2 separate regions of the Mus musculus genome follow, and region 1 is linked to region 2. A link is a contact called in public HiChIP or PLAC-seq data. All regions are on one chromosome and are shown on one strand. The core of a region is the stretch at or near the end of the contact, and the rest is flanking DNA. Distances in the headings are between cores, read along the strand shown. Region 1 has its middle 25 kb from the start of Ppt1. Region 2 has its middle 27 kb from the start of Mfsd2a.

What was found. HiChIP or PLAC-seq counts read pairs in DNA pulled down with a chosen protein or histone mark.
Region 1: a BATF HiChIP or PLAC-seq map of CD8 T cells shows a contact between it and region 2, with 5 read pairs. The contact joins two enhancer-like sites. A contact is called at or near these places in 1 of 15 datasets of contacts at CTCF or cohesin (CD8 T cells), 3 of 484 Hi-C or Micro-C datasets (the N1E-115 cell line, embryonic fibroblasts and liver) and 1 of 115 datasets of contacts at active chromatin or transcription factors (CD8 T cells).

Annotation. Positions count from the first base shown.
Region 1 is chr4:122,809,930-122,812,629 of GRCm38.p6, reverse strand. No RefSeq gene overlaps it. Among named protein-coding and RNA genes, the nearest start is that of Ppt1, 25 kb to the left of the region's middle. Within about 2 kb of position 1,324, at least 9 of the 459 cell types and tissues checked have an H3K27ac peak or open chromatin away from gene starts, as enhancers often do. A contact at or near this core is called in CD8 T cells, where this site is marked.
Region 2 is chr4:122,932,640-122,935,391 of GRCm38.p6, reverse strand. No RefSeq gene overlaps it. Among named protein-coding and RNA genes, the nearest start is that of Mfsd2a, 27 kb to the left of the region's middle. Within about 2 kb of position 1,306, at least 84 of the 459 cell types and tissues checked have an H3K27ac peak or open chromatin away from gene starts, as enhancers often do. A contact at or near this core is called in CD8 T cells, where this site is marked.

The DNA of each region.
Region 1 (2,700 bases), core at 75-2,574, 120 kb after region 2:
GTTTATAGAGCAAATCCCAGGACAGCCAGGGCTACACAGAGAATCCTTGTCTCAATAAAAAACCCAGTCCAACCCAGCTGAAAATGAAGAAAGAAAATTGAGTACCACACAGGGAAGACACGTGAAAGGTCACACAGGTCTCCCATAGCATGACCTTTCTTTGTCCACCATATTGTGGTACCTCCAGATGATAGCATTCCAGAATCTTTTCAGTATCTATACTTCTTGTAGTATATGTGTATAAGTGCATATATGTATGCATTTGTATGTGTGCAGGTATCCATGTTTGTGAAGAACAGAGGTTAACCTCAGATGTCATTGCTTAGGAGCCACCTGCCATCATCTTTATTATTATTATTATTATTATTATATTTTTTGAGACAAGGTCTCTCTAGAGAACTGGAGCTCACCAATTAAGCTAAGGTGGCTGGCCAGTCAACCACAGGGATATTTCTGTCTCCATTGTCCTATCATTGGGATTATACAAGCTATCAATCATATCAGAGTCCCTCAGTTGTAAATACAGAATTCTTAGGAAGTTTCGGCTGGCCTTACCCAACAGTTATCAGTCAGCCACAGAGAGGAATGTTTACTGAGACAGTCATTTCTCAAGATAGTCTGTCTAAGCTGATCCAACAATTCCAGGAAGAAGAGACCACAAACCTGCACATATCCTCCTATAGCCTCATCAACTTCCTTATTCCCTAGACCCTGACCCACTCCTATAAAGGATCCCAGCCAGCCCTTTCCCTCGAAATTATAAAGGCCTGAGAATATTTCTGTGAGAAACTGTGGTCAAAGACTAAATATGGAATTAAAAGTCCTTTTAGCCCCATTATCTCCTATGCTTGTTGGAGTTTTGTTTAGAGCTGAGGCAGAAACATGCATTCCATAGTATTTACAAAGGTTAATATTAACCAAAACCAAACCAAACCAAACCAAACCAAACCAAACCAAACCAAACCAAACCAAACCAAACCAAGTGTTGTTGAGGATGTGGACAAACTACAACCTTGCATATTATTGGTAATAATGTAAAGAGATACAGAGAATATAGGAGACAATCTGGTACTATCCTGAAAAATTAAAAAGATTACAGGGTTAGAGAAATAGCTCAATGGTTAAGAGCACTGGCTGTTTTTCCAGGGGACCTAGGTCTGATTCTAAGTACCTACCTGTCAGCCCACAAGCATCTGTAACTTCAGTTACAGGAGATCCAGTTCCCTATTATTGCTTCTGTGGGCACTAGACACCCACATGGCACACACAGATAATGCAGCTACACGTAGATATGTACCCATACATGTAAAATGAAATTGAAAAGAATTTAAAAATAGAACCACTATATGACTCAACACTTGCACTTCTTGGTATGGACTCAAAGGCAGGTATTGAAGAAATACTTGGAGATACATATTTGTAGCAGCTTTCATATTTAATTTAACACTTCATCTCTATGAGGTACTTAACAGCAATCAAAATTATAAAGACAGGAAGTAGATAGAATGGTGATTGCCAGGGAGGACGGAGAGGTGGAGGGCGTCAGTTACTTTTCTCATTGCTTGAAAAAATACCTGAGAAAAACAAGGAGGAAGGATTTATTTTGACTCATGACTCCAATCAGTCTGTCTGCCTGTCTGTCGACAGTCTCACTATACAGCTCTGGAACTCACTATGTAGACCCAGCTGGCTTGAACTCATAGAGCTCTTCCTGCCTCTGCCTTTTGAGTGTTGGGATTTAAGATGTACACTACCACACTTGGCCTCTTGGCTCACAGTGTGAGGGTACAGTCCGTCACGGCAGGACAAGCGTGGTGGCAGGAGCTTGAGTCAGGTTGTTCCATTGCATCCACAGCCAGGAAGCAAAGAGAACGATGAAGGCTGTTGCTCAGGTTTTTTTTCTCCTTTCCCGAGCCCATGAAATGGTGCCATCGACATTTAAGGCAAGTCTCCCAACCTCAGTATGCTCAGTCTAAAAACCATCTCAGGCATGCCAAGATGTTTGTCTCCTAGCTGAATTTAGATTCTGACGAGTTGACAATCAGTATTAACCATTACAGGGAATAAGGAGTCATTGTTTAGTGGAGTGTTAGGGTGATAATTGCTGTGATGACCAAAAGCAGCTTGGAGAAGAAAGAGTTAACCTTACTTATAGTTCTATTGTCACTGAAGGAAGTGAAGGCAGAAACTCAAATAGGGCAGGAACTTGGAGGCAGGAGCTGATGCAGAGGCCATGGATGAGTGCTGCTTACTGGTTTGATTTCCATGGCTTGCTCAGTCTGTTTTGTTATCGAACACAGGACCACCAGCCCAGGGTGGCTGGGCCCTCCAATGTCAATCACTAAGAAAATGTCCTACAGGCTTGTTTGCAGCCTGATCTGATGGGGGCATATACTCAGTTGATGTTTCCTCTCAGATGTCTCTAGCTTGTACCAAAACTAGTTATCGTAAGTGGGTACTGAGTTTGAGTTTGGCAAGAAGGACCCTGGAGGTGGATGGTGGTGACAGTTGTACAATGTGGACTCAAGAGCTGAAGAGATGTCTCAGCAGTTAAGAGCACCAACTGCTCTTCCAGGAGACCATAGTTCAGTTCCCAGCACCCATGTCAGGTGGCTCACACCCACCTGCCACTCTAGCTTCAGGGGATCTGACACCCTGGTTTCTGTGAGCACCCGAACACATATTTGCTCACTCCCACAC
Region 2 (2,752 bases), core at 57-2,556:
CAAAACTCAGGTCCTCTGTGACCCCCATCTTGGACCGTCACCACAACCACTGTACCTTCCCTTCAGAAACTTCCACGCAGCTTGAAAGACAGGGACAACCTGTCTTAGCCTCCAGGTTCTGAGAGGGGATGTGGACAGAAGCGGAATAGAATGTCAGTGGGGCATGGGGGATTTCTGTTCAAATTTAACATACTTATTTTTCACCAGAAATTTGTGTTTCCTCATTAAATCTGTTATTTTTCCCAAGGACCAAGCAAGACTCTTATCCTGTATCTACTTGTAAGAATGTGGTATTGCAATCTAGTCTGTATGTAAACTGATGACATGACCAAGTCATGGTGCCGTGTGGGGGAAGGTTTTTATTGTACCCATGAGAGCAAGAACAGCCAGAGGCATCTGGAAGACTCCTGAGCAGAGAGAAAATAAATAGACTGAACATGGCTGGTAGACTGGACTCGGCCAGGGCTACCTGTGAGAGAGTAGTGTGTGTATGTGTGTGGGGGGAGAGTTAGAGAATAGAAAAACCATAACAAGAGAAGCAGGCACAGAGCATAGAGAACACATAGCGAGAATAGCAAGACTATAAAGAGAATGAGTAGCTGGGGGGGGGGGGCAGGGGGAGTTTAGATTCGGGGAGGCAGTAAGAAGGGCTGGGATACTGGCATGGACTCTGAAATATATAGCAGGTGCTTGTGATATGGGGGAGCCTGGAGGCCAGCATGAGCTTTGCTATGCTGATAGTTAGCCACACACACATCCCTTCTACCAGAGGTAGATAGGAACCAGCTTCTCAAGTTGCTGAGCTGCAGTGGCTTTTATCTGACCACTAGAAATCCTCCTACGGCCCAGGTTGGGCTCATTTCTGGATATTTGGACTATGGTTTGGAGTTTGGGGAACTGGAATTTCCTTCTGACCCAACAGTCTGTAGTCTATATATTAGACCACAAGGTGCAGCAGCTTCCTCGACCCCTTTCAGAGATGTCTACAAGGCACTCTACCGACTGTCCCTGTCTGTGAGAGGATCCTGGTACCAGAATTCTCACCTGGGAAGTGAGTTTGCATTGTAAGAAACATTAAATATTAGCCCTTTCTGTCAAACACTGTAAACCTCAAATCTTTTTATCTCCCCCACCTTATAAAACTTACATTACACAGAGTTCCTGCTGCATTCTCAGAACTCAAGTTCTGCATTCTCAACGCTTGGTTTCCTTCATGTCCCCCCCCCCCCCCCCGGATTCTTTTAAAACTAGTCAATCATGAAAGACTGTGAGGTCAGGCCCCAGCCCCCGCCACAGCAGACAAGGTGCAGTTACCACCTGCTTTAGAGTAAAAGCTGAGGGCATTTCCTGTCTCTGTGTGTGTCTTCTTCCTCTGTTGTAAGTCCTGTACTTTTTTTTGAGACAAGGTTTCTTTACATAGCTGTGACTAGACTGGAACTTACCATGTAGACATGCTGGCCTCAAACACACAGAGATCTACTTACCTCTGCCTCCTGAATGCTGGGATTACAGGTCTGTGCCATTATGCCTGGTCTTTTAAAAACTACTTTCATTTATTTATTTTTATGTGTATAGGTGTCTTGTCTTGCCCTCTGTCTTTTGTGTCTGTCTGTCTGTGTACCATATGTGTGCCTGGTACCCATGAAGGTCAGAGAAGGGCTTTGGATCCCCTGGAACTGGAGCTGCAGACAGCTGTGAGCCACTATGTGCTGGGAACAGAACCTGAGTCCTCTGGAAGAGGAAGCCAGTGCTCTTAATCGCTGAGCCATTTCTCCGGCCCTCCACTCACCACTCCCCCATCCATTTATTCATGGCACTACTAACTCTTCTAATACACTCCTTACTCCCCAGTAATCCATCTTAGTGTTATCTTGAGTCCTGCCCCAACCTCACTTTCCAAAACCTATTCTTCACCCCTTCATTTCCTTCTTCCCAGCAGTCTGATTTCTAGCAAATGGGCTTGGTCATTTGGGAGGATCTGAGCCTGCTCTCTAGTTCCCTAAATTGACCCAGTGACCAAGGAAGAGCCCAACCTTTACCTGGTCAAATGCTGCTTCCGGGTAGCTGGGTGTCTCTGTTTGCATATGCCTTTGGCAGACAGCTCATCAGAGTCTGAGGTTGACTTTCGTTTCTAGAGTGGTATTAAAAAGATCTTCCTGTCTTGAATGTTATATCTCTGTTACTGGAAAATTTGGGGAAATCCCATCAGAGTCACTAATGCTCAGGAAATCAGAGTCCCCTCTTGGGCTTTTTAGTCTCATTAGTAAGAGAATTTAAAAGCAGACTCAAATGGAAGCCCAGGGACAATTTTATTCGAAAGAAAAACCTGTACAGCATGACAACTGCTAGGAGGAGGAAGACAGAGAAGAAAAAAGCTGAGCCATTTGAGTTAAGCCATCGTGAATGTCAACTACATCATGGCAGACAAGGAAGGGGACTTCAGAGGAAGAGTGAGGAGCCCAAAACGCTAGAGGAACCATTCTTAGGCTCTGGTCAGCACCCAAAACAGATAAGAGCACCAACTGCTCCTTCAGAGGACCCAGGTTTGATTTCGGCAAACAGATTGCATCTTGAAACTGCCTGTAACTCATGCAGGTGGTACACAGATAAATATGCAGGACACATACAGTAAAGTAAGAACAAAACTTGCTGTTTCCATTTCCAGTTTACTTATTCCTTTTGTTCTGAGTCCTCTTCACCTTCAAGAACAGCTGTCACTAGCTGAAGTTAAGCTCCACACAGCAATGAGTTT